Linked DNA regions of Mus musculus: region 2 is linked to region 1. A link is a contact called in public promoter capture Hi-C data. All regions are on one chromosome and are shown on one strand. The core of a region is the stretch at or near the end of the contact, and the rest is flanking DNA. Distances in the headings are between cores, read along the strand shown.

The links. Promoter capture Hi-C pulls out the DNA fragments that hold promoters and counts their contacts.
Region 2: a contact with region 1 is called in a promoter capture Hi-C map of hematopoietic stem and progenitor cells, with 5 times the contacts expected there. The contact joins the promoter of Mcee here to the promoter of E030018B13Rik in region 1. A contact is called at or near these places in 10 of 39 promoter capture datasets (the 3T3-L1 cell line, the C10 cell line, the HPC-7 cell line and 5 more), 1 of 484 Hi-C or Micro-C datasets (uterus), 8 of 115 datasets of contacts at active chromatin or transcription factors (the 230-238 cell line, acute myeloid leukemia, bone marrow-derived dendritic cells and 4 more) and 1 of 9 other capture datasets (liver).

What each region holds. Positions count from the first base shown.
Region 1 is chr7:63,913,720-63,918,807 of GRCm38.p6, forward strand. It overlaps E030018B13Rik (RIKEN cDNA E030018B13 gene), which reads left to right and starts at 3,138. Exons shown (of 3, transcript NM_001256311.1): 1 at 3,138-3,376. The coding sequence starts at 3,343. All of the region lies in intron 1 of Klf13 (Kruppel-like factor 13), which reads right to left.
Region 2 is chr7:64,390,302-64,395,389 of GRCm38.p6, forward strand. It overlaps Mcee (methylmalonyl CoA epimerase), which reads left to right and starts at 2,321. Exons shown (of 3, transcript NM_028626.2): 1 at 2,321-2,542. The coding sequence starts at 2,497. Mphosph10 (M-phase phosphoprotein 10 (U3 small nucleolar ribonucleoprotein)) reads right to left here and starts at 1,935. Exons shown (of 11, transcript NM_026483.2): 1 at 1,805-1,935. The coding sequence starts at 1,893.

The sequences.
Region 1 (5,088 bases), core at 1,888-4,387:
CGCTTCTTTCTCAAGAAATAGGAGTTTCCTGATGGTGCATAGTGGGGGACAGGGTGATTCTGCCTAGGGTGCCCTGGGCCAGAGTCAGACAGACCACCACCAAGAGACACTGCACACAGCTGTCAATCTCAGCAGTCACTAAGTCTGCTGTCCACACTTGGCCAGGCGGAGCCAGCAGGGCCCACTTTATTACAGTGGCCACTAAGTCTGCATTCCACGCAGAAGCCAGAATTCTAACAGCCTTAAGGGCGCAGGCACATGGTAAAGCCCATGGGGCCCTTCCTGCAGACAGCTGGGTAAAGTGGAAAGTGGTGGTGTAGCCCACTGTAAGCATTCTGTGGGCTGGCCCCGTACAGGCTTCTGTTAGAAACTCCTTCCTTCAACTGCTACACCTGAGAACACTATGGGATGTCTTTCAAGGCTGGATCTTAAAGCATTCAGGGTGTGAGGCAGAGCCACGGGGTGTGCTGTTTCCCTGGAAGCAGCTTTATTTCCCTTTAAAAGGAGAGGCTACAGTTCCTGGGTGAAGGGTGAGTCTGGGCCCTTCTTGTTGCAAGCCTACTTCAACAGTGACTTCTGTTTACTGCAAAATTCTCTCGACTTCCTTCTTTGCTGAGGTATGGAGCACAGGAGTCCTAAGGCCTTGCTAAAGACTACTTACTGACCCTTGAAAGGCACATTCCTTAGCTGACTCCTAGGAATTCACACTAGAATTACTGAGGATAGCAGTCACAAGGCTGCCTCAGGAGAGTATGGAGATGGCCATGCTTATCTGACCTGGGGCTTGAGTAAGGAGGCAGAGAACCCGACTGCACGGGAGCAGCCCACTGAAGGCCAGGCTAGGGTTGTGGGATGGGTAAGCACAAGGCTCTGGATGTCGTTTCTAGCAAAGCGCACACCCAGGCTGAAAACCACTAGTGCCTTGTGGACACTCCCACAATCAAGCAAGTGGCAGAGCAAATGACTGGGAAGCTAAGGCTCTGGGTTCAATTTCTAGCACCACCGCCGCTGACAATGTCAACAAGAGCGATGACTGTAGGTGAAGGGCTTCATTTCCTCGCAGAATCTTTCCTGGACAGCTTCCTGTTGCCTAAATCAGAAAAGTAAGTGAAGAAAAGACGCTCAAGTCAGTGTTTCAACAAGGTAATGTCTTTCCGAACAGCAGCACACACCTTACGCTGCCCCCACAACCCCAACAATGAGACTCAACTGTCAACTCAGGCTTCTCAGACCTTGACATAATTTGGAATCTGCCTCCAGGTCCTGGGATGGTGGGGGTGGAGTGTTCTTGCAGAGCTGTTCTGAAGACAGAAGACTCCTCCACTTGGACAACCATGGCCTATCTATCTTCTAGCATCTTTCACTGTCAGCACCATGTTCTCACAGGAGGGCCACGAAGACCACTCCATCCCACAAGGATCCAGGCCAGTGGCTGCCAAGCCTGGGCTTTGGCTAAACTTTGGGGGATTCTCAGAGCTCAGTGGGCTTCACATTCCCTGCTGACCTGAACTATACTTCTTAAGAGAACTGACTCTAGGCTTGAGCAGCCTGCTCCCTTGAGGTCTTTATAGGTTGGACAGAGCCAGACCCTGTGTAGGTTGCAAGTCCTAGCAAGTATAAGTGCAGGAACCCTAGACCACATTATACACCAAACAGCTTTCTCCAAACTGGTGAATGGACTCCAGGTTTATGCCCTTTACCATGAACCATGATAAAAACTCTTTCAGGGAAACACATAATTCCTAAATGGTAACTATGTGAGGGAGGAGCATCCTCACCGACAGCTACCCTCGCCTCCTCGGAGATCCACACTGAGACCCACTCACAGATGTCGATGTCCAGCAACAGACAGCTATTCTCCTTCTACCATGGCATGGACTATAGACCTATGTGTTGAATGGGCACCTTGGAGCCTGTTCTCTCACTGGTCTGCTTTTTCTAGCCTGCAAGGACTAAGAACTAAGAACTCAGCCGGGCAGTGGTGGTGCACGCCTTTAACCCCAGCACTTGGGAGGCAGAGGCAAGTGGATTTCTGAGCTCAAGGCTAGCCTGGTCTATAGAGTGAGTGCCAGGACTACACAGAGAAACCCTGTCTGGAAAAACCAAAAAAGAGCAGAGGCTGCATGTAGTAGTGTCTCTAAGACCTAGGATGACTGAAGGTCAGAGCCCCTGTTCCCAGGACATCGCAGGATGAAGAGCGCACCATCTAGGTCACAGCTCAGTGAAGGCTGCTATCACCATCCAGCAGCTTTAAGAATGCTATGAGTACTTGCGATTCAGTCAGGAATACAAGGCTGATCACATCCTACCATCTACCTTCATGTAGAAGTCCAGGGAGTATTGAATTAATCTGCTTTTGATGAACTTAGTAGTTAGACTCAAGTTCACATTGGTAGGGTAGCTGTGACCCCACCTCCCAATGGACTATGTCTGCCCAGCAGAAACAGCCTTCGAGCAGTTCCAAGGACTTAGGCCACACGCGTAACAGCATACATAGGCCTGCCAACACCCACTTGTATAGCAGCTCCCTGGGTCCCTCTTTCTCCAGCCATCAGCATGTTTCCTCTCTAGTGCTGTGGGGTCCAGACGAAGCACAACCCTCACACTTAAGCAGCAGAAACTCTAGGACTATAAGGGGTAAGGTAATATAGAGCAAAGGCCAAGACCTGGCAGGGGACCAGCATGAGCACAGCATGAGATGCTCTGGCGTCTCCCTGTGTCCCACTGCTACCATACAAGATACAGGATTCCACACGGGGGAAGGTGGCTGTGGGTCCATCTGGAGTTCTGGGAAGAGCATCACAGGCCAGACAATGATGTAATATTGTAACATATTACAAATCCAGTTTCCACTTCCTCTCCCTAAATGGGTGGCAGAAGCATTTCCCAAGGGGTCTAGTATTCCCCAAGATGAAGTAACAGAGCTGTGGTCCTGAAGAGAGGCAGAGTGCAGGAAAAGTCCTATGAAGAGGAGCAACAGGCAGACCCAAGAAGACACAGAATCTAACCCTACCCCCATCATCTATGCCACCTGATTCGACAAACACTGCACACACTGTGTCTCCTCCCAAAATCCATGTTGAAATCTTCTCATGGAACACGATGGCACAAGGGGGCTGAAACCTCTGACGTGAATTAGTTTTCATAATTGGGATAGAAGAGTGCACCCTCTGACACTGAACTTGAAGCTGACATGAACTTGGCCTTCCGGCCTCTAGAAGGTCCTTCTGTTCTCAAGACTTCTGGTCCACGCACGGCATATGACAAGCAGCCCAAAAGATGAAGTCTAGAAATGGTCCATGCTAAAACTAACTCAGTCAACTGAGGGTCCTGAATAAAGAGATGGAGGCCAGAGATGCAGACCGTGGAGATTTGAGTAAGTATGGTCCCCACAGCTCATGTGTTTGAATGCTTAGTCATCAGTGGGTGGCAGGATTTGAAAAGGATGAAGAGGTGTGCCCTTCGGGCAAGAACTGGGGGTGGGATCTGAGGTTTCAAAAGCCCACGTCAGGCCCAGAGAGTCCCTCTCTGCTTACGGAATCAGGATGCAGAACTCTCAACTACTTCTTCAGGACTATGTCTGCCTATCTGCCTTCACCGTCCTCACCATAGTGATAATGGACTAACCTCTGAAACTGTAAGTAAGCCCCCAATTAAATGTTTCCTTTTCTAAGAGTTGCCGAGGTCATGGAGTCTCTTCATAGCAACAGAACAGTGACCAAGACACAGGCTGAGCAAGCATGACACATGACTCCTCTAACGCATGCAGTTCTCTGTGGCCAGAGCAGGCACTCACACCTGTGCAGTGACTGCCAGCCAAGATATGGCTGATAACAAAGGCTACCTGTCCCTGGGCCGTTTATTCCTAAGTCTTCAGTGAGAACAAGGCCAAGCAGCTCGCTCTCCTCCCTTGGGTGCATCTTCTGGGGCTGCTGAATTTCTTCTTTGAACATTTCTGTATCAGTAAAATGGTCTGCAGTAACCTATCACTTTCTGTAAAAACGTGTGTGTGTGTGTGTGTGTGTGTGTGTGTGTGTGTGTGTGTGTGTGCTTGCTTGCTATTCCTGTTGCTGCTCTTGTCTGGAACACACAAGTTGAGCTGGCAGCACGCCCTCTGTGTTCTGCTGTCAAGTCGATGTACAATGTGCCTCGGGGTAAATGGGGTGGTACAGGCACCTGCTGCTCCATGTGCTTCTGCAGTGAACTTTCGTTTGGACTTTATCCCATGCAGGTCATTCTGGCAAGAAAGGCAAGTGTCCGCCCCAGCCCCATGCTTGACTTGAATAGAGCCAGGGATTACCCTTTCCTGAGTCACCAGCAAGAGAGCTCCAGTGTGGGTCTTGTCCCCAGCTTCCAGACACTAATATGCCCAGAGAAAACAAGAAGCAGCCTCCCGGGTGAGGGAGAGCCACAGAGTGGAACAGAGGCCAGGCTCTAAGTGTGCGGGGCATGACTGAGAACCATGCCTTTCCTTCTTGTGCTGAGGACCAATGCTATCCTTGGGGGCTGGTAACCAGGAAAAGCATACACACTCATACTCTACTAAACTGTATGAAAACACAGAGGTGGCAACACCCCACAACACCCATGCTGCACAGGGTTCCAGATGCCTGGAGGGAGCAGAGAGATTTGAGTCCTTCAAGATACCCTTGGGTGGTGATCACAAATGCCTGTGGCCACTTCTTCCCTTGGCCTCCCAAGTCATGCTGTCATCTACCTGTCCCATCTCAGCCTTTCATGCTGATGGGACTCTGGTGCAGATCTCTCCTCTCTCAGAAGTTATCACTTAATCCACAGACCAGGATCACATACCACCAGAGTCAAGGCACTGTGCGTGGCCAGTCTCCTGAGGTACGCCCTGTTATAAATGGCTGCCCTGGCCTTGTACCCCCAGGATGTCTATCTCTGGGGGCTGAAACGTTTCTAACTCCCTCATTTCCACAGCCACAGATGCTGATGGCAGCAATTCCCATAGTGCACTAGTCCAGTGGGTCTCACAAAAGAAGTAGGTAGCCTTGGTGTGCCCAGGTAGTTCCCAGGGTGCATACAGAAGCCTTTTCCTCATAGGGCTAGTTCTGCTGACAGAGC
Region 2 (5,088 bases), core at 1,071-3,570, 480 kb after region 1:
ACTAAAAACCTGACTTTGCTGTATATACTGAAGCTTACGCATCTACTTGCCTGGAGATACCCAGGAAGTCAGCCTTAAATCCTCAAATCTGCATCATACATACTCCTCACCTATTAGTCGTTTGGCAAGTGATTCCCACCTGGCTTTAAGCTTGAGAAAAATTATCTAAGGATATGATATCTGAAATGGGATTGAGACCTACAGGTAAAATAGAGTATCCTGTACAGATGTGGAAACACATAACTCTGGTTTTCAGACAATGTGAAGAACAGAAAGACCAAGACAGCTGTAGTGTGACTGAGGAGGCAGAGTGTACGGCTGAGGTTATAGAAGCTGGGGGGGGGGGGGTGGCAAGACAGAAACCACGCAGAGTTCTAAGACAGGAACACTTTAAGCGTAATGAGAACAGAGTTGCAGGCTGAAGTTTGAAATGATAATTTACAATGTGGAAACAAAAAGCACGATAGAGTTGAGTTGTTAGAAAGCTGATGAAGCATCGCAAAGGATTTTTATGTTGGAGACGCAGTCAGTATGACAACTAGGAATCAGTGTCTAAATATAGCGTAGGCAGGATGCTAAAGGGGATAGAGAAAATAGGACAGAGAAAAATGAAAGCATCAAGGAAGCAGACTAGCTGAATCTAAATAAATGAAATGATAGAACTGCCTTTTCGTGGGGCCGTAAACGTAATGGAAACAGGGAAATGACTTCAGGGGAGAGAAGAGTACAGGAGGGGGTAAGGAGCTCTATTTTGGACACAATGAGTCTGTGATACTGTTGCTAAGATTTTCATTATAAGTCAGAGTCATACGCAAACTTTATATGCCCCAGTACAGGGGAATGCCAGGGCCAAAAAATGGGGAATGGGTGGGTAGGGAAGTAGTGGGGAGGGTATGGGGGACTTTTGGGATAGCATTCTAAATGTAACTGAGGAAAATACGTAATAATAAAAAATATTTAAAAAATAATAAGTCAGAGTCATAATTTTACAGAACTTAATCAAAGTGCTGGGAAGAAAGAAGTCTCTCCTATTTTTTTTAAATTTATTTTTCTTTCCTACAAAGCATCCCAATTGCAGCCTCTTCTCCCTCCTCACCTCCTCCAGATCCACAGTACTCCTCCGTTTCTCTTCAGAAAAAGTAGGCTTCCAGAGATATCAACCAAACACAACCCCTCATTTCAAGGCAATCCGGCAGGGGTACAAGAGCTCCAAGAGCCTACTGCCACTGCTACAAGTTCCACAAAAATCCCAAGCTTAACAATCACAATATATATGCAGAGGACCCAGCGCTAACCAGCGCAGGCTCCTTGATAGCCAGTAAAGTCTCTGTGGGCCCCTCCCTGAGCCCTGGTTAGTGGATTCTGTGGGCCATGTTCTTGTGGTGTCCTGGGACCCCTATGGCTCCTACAGTCACCCCTCCTCCCTCTTCTGCGGGCTTCTCCGAGCTTCGTCTACTGTCTGGCTGTGGGTCTCCACCACAAGTCATGAAAATGCATTGACAAGCAACAAGTACGTACTTTCAGTGTGTATTTTGGGGACAAATTCAGAAAGCATATTCCGCCCTCAATGAGCCTCTCTGGACGCGAATAACTGGGCTTAGTGCAATAGCCCACAACTAGGAAATCTGCACCGAGCCGCTTTTACTTTTAGCATTTTGACAGGCCAACGGAGCAAAAACTGTCTGAAGTTGGGGCTAAGCGACCTGTACTTTCCCTTCCTGGCTTTCAGAAGTTGCCATATGCTGGCCCGCCCAGCACCGGTGAGATGCGCGCTGCTCTCTCCCAGACCTGGATCTGTACTTACGTGAGGAAACACTCCGGTCGGTTGGTGGCTTTCCTGATTTCCCTCAGACACCGTTCCAGAGTCTGTCGACGAAACACGCGAGGCGCCATAGCTACACACTACGGCACCACGCGAGTGCTGCGAGCCGGCCGGCCGGCCGGAAGCAGTACGCCAAACACACGCCTTATGCAACCTGAAGCTCAGAGCCTAAAGTTCCGCCACACACAGGTTCCGGCCTATAGCCGCAAACACTTCTATTGGGCATGCGTAGGGGTGGGGCAGACCACCGAAAAGAGCCATTGGTCATCTCAAGCGCCTTGGCACTTTCTCCAAATGTTTTGTATTTCTAAGACCACAGTGGTGTCGCGTGATTGCTTTCTGCTTTTGCATTCGATACAATAAGTATTTTAATGTAACGAAAAAGAAGGTCGCTTCACGCCGCACCCGCCACTCCCCCGCTCGTCCCGCCGTCAGTCAAGCTCCGCGTCTCGTGACCCCGCCCCAGGTCTCACGCCCCGCCCCTTGCTCGCCCAGCTCTCTTCAGCGGTCTAGCTCCCTGAAGGGTATTGGGCACCCCGGACTCGCGCCCCGTCCCTGCCCCGTTTCCACGCCCACTTCAGCTTTGACACGCCCCGGGCCTCAGTCCCCGCCCCCTGCCCACTCTCCCAGTTGTCTCTGCCCTAGGTCGCTGTGCAAGCCTGTAGCTTCTGGACATGAGGCGTGTAGTGAAGGCCGCCGCGTTGGCTGCGGGCGCTACAGGTGAATACGGGGCACCATCAGGGGCTCCGGGTGCGGGGCACGCTGGACGGGAGGCCGCGGGTGGCCAAGGCCTGGGTCTGAAGTGTTGGGCTCCCGGAGCTGCACTCTCTTAGCACGGGAGTTCCTTATTGTCCTCTGTGCACAGGGGTTGCCCTTGGCAAACGTGGACCAAACAGGTAATCTGCCTAGGAACACAGCAAGTCAGGACTTGCAGTAAATCTAGAGGGGACTTGAGTTATTTATTATATGTGTGCTCTAAGAGATAGGAGAAAAGAGCAAAGTGGCGAGTCCTGAAAGTGACTCCAAGCCTGTTTTACACACGTACCACACTAAATGTTTTCATCTGACATGAGCAGGAAAGGAACAAGCGGAAGGATTTGTAAGTTCCTTGAATTCTTTCGACCTCCATCTCTTTTATCGATAAGCAGAATCTTGGTGACAGATGCCCAACTTTCCCGCCTGTCTCACTTTCTCTTCCATTTTCTTCTTTCTTCATGATGGCAGTTACTACCCTCAGTCTGAGATTGTCTACCTGGAAGAAAATATACGGCAGTATGGTTCCAGAGTTACTCTGCTACAATTGTGACAAATCCATTAGCTAGCATGCTTAAAGGGTGTTAGGCGAATGAACTGGAAGGCCTGGAGAGTTCTGTCTGCTCACCTGTGGAAACTAGTCATCTTTCCAAGTCTGCTCTTAGGTTGAATTTGGTTTTTGTGGAACCCTCTAGCCTTTCCAGTCAATCACAAAATTCCTCGTCTGCATTAACAAACAAGTCTCCAAGGCAAAGTCATGGGCCACAAACACCCCACCCCCCCACCCCCCCACCCCCGCGCAAAAAAAATAAATAAATAAAGCTGGGCATGGTGGCGCACACCTTTAATCACAGAGGCAGTGGTAGGTGGATTTCTGAGTTCGAGGCCAGCCTGGTCTACAAAGTGAGTTCCAGGACAGCCAGGGCTATACAGAGAAACCCTGTCCAAAAACAAAAACAAAAACACCTTAGTACTGTGTGTATGTATATTGTAGCAAAAGCCAGAGCACAAAAGTGAAAATGATTTTCTGATTAACAGTTAATGCTGGAGTTTTGCTAATACTCCCTGTTGTATATATGCCGGGTCAAATATAAGCCACCTTCTTAGCTCACTCATCATACGTTGGGTTTTTTGTTTGTTTGTTTGTTTGTTTTTTTGTAAATATCTACTAAAGCAGAATCACTCCTCTCTTAGCAAGCTCTCTCTCAGAAATTAGGCATTACTCGTCAGACATACTAATGATACTAAAGACTGAGAATCTGGGCTGAGACTGTAGCTGAGATGCTGCAGTGCTTTCCTAGTGCACAAAGCCTGGGTTCAGCCTTCGTTCCCACATAAACCAGTGTGGCGGTGCATACCTGTAATCTCAGCACTTGGGAAATATGCATGGCTCCATCCTCCGGTAAACACCGAGCTTGAGGGCAACCCAAGATTCATGAAACTGCATCAAACTAAAATATGATTGTATTTTTCAATTGAGGGAAAAAGGGGTTTGCAAAGGACTCTGGGTATAATTTCATGAGAAGTACTTGTCAAGTTATATAAGGGCATAGGTTTGATTCCCAGCATGGAAGGAAAAGGAGTGAGTAGAACACATTAGTTTCTCGACATCAACTCTGATGTCTGACAAATCTGGACTCAAGCCTTTGCCATTTAAAGTGATGTTGCAAAGAACCTAATCTTGATAGGCCTAATTCCAGATTTCTAAAAATGGAGGCCATAATATCAACCTACAGAGTCCCAACAAAGATTAAATAGCTCAGGTATTCAGTGTGCCTATTTTATGGCAGTGCAAACTAAAAGGCAAGGCCATGCTACCCTCCCACCTCAGAGCTTGTGCTTTCCCAACCTAGTCCCAAACTACATTTTACGTTTGTGACTTCCCAAGAGTCGGAATACAAATATCTTTGAAAAGTTAGCTCGAGGCTGGGGGATGGCCCAGCCAGTAAAGCGCCTACAGGTGCGATGACCCAAAGTGTGATGACCTGAGTGCTGTTCCCCAGCACACGTGTAAAAGAAGTTAGCCATGATTGCACACATCAGACCGAGTTGTGGCCCTGGGGAAGGAGCACAGGCAGATCTCCAGAGCTCACTTACCAGCCAGTCTAGCCAGTCACCATGGGATTCATTTAGAGACTTGTCTCAGAAACAAACATATAAGGATAATGTAGAGGATACTTAATTTCATCTTCTGGCCTTTGTGAACACACACACTTGGCTTAATGTGGTAATTCATAATATATACTTATATCAGAACACCACATTGTAAATTTTCTCAGTGGATATGATTTATGCTCGTCAATCATACCTCAATAAAATTGAGGGAGGAGTTATATTATTTTAAACCTTTTATTTCCAGTTGCTTGGCCTACAAGATTTTATCCACAGCCTCTTACTGCAGAATCATAACTCTTTCTCCTTTAGATAAAGCTCACAGAACTATTAAAAATGTGCAGCATTTATTAGATTCATCATGTTGTACATGTGCCACCGTGGTCATGTTGTAAATGTTT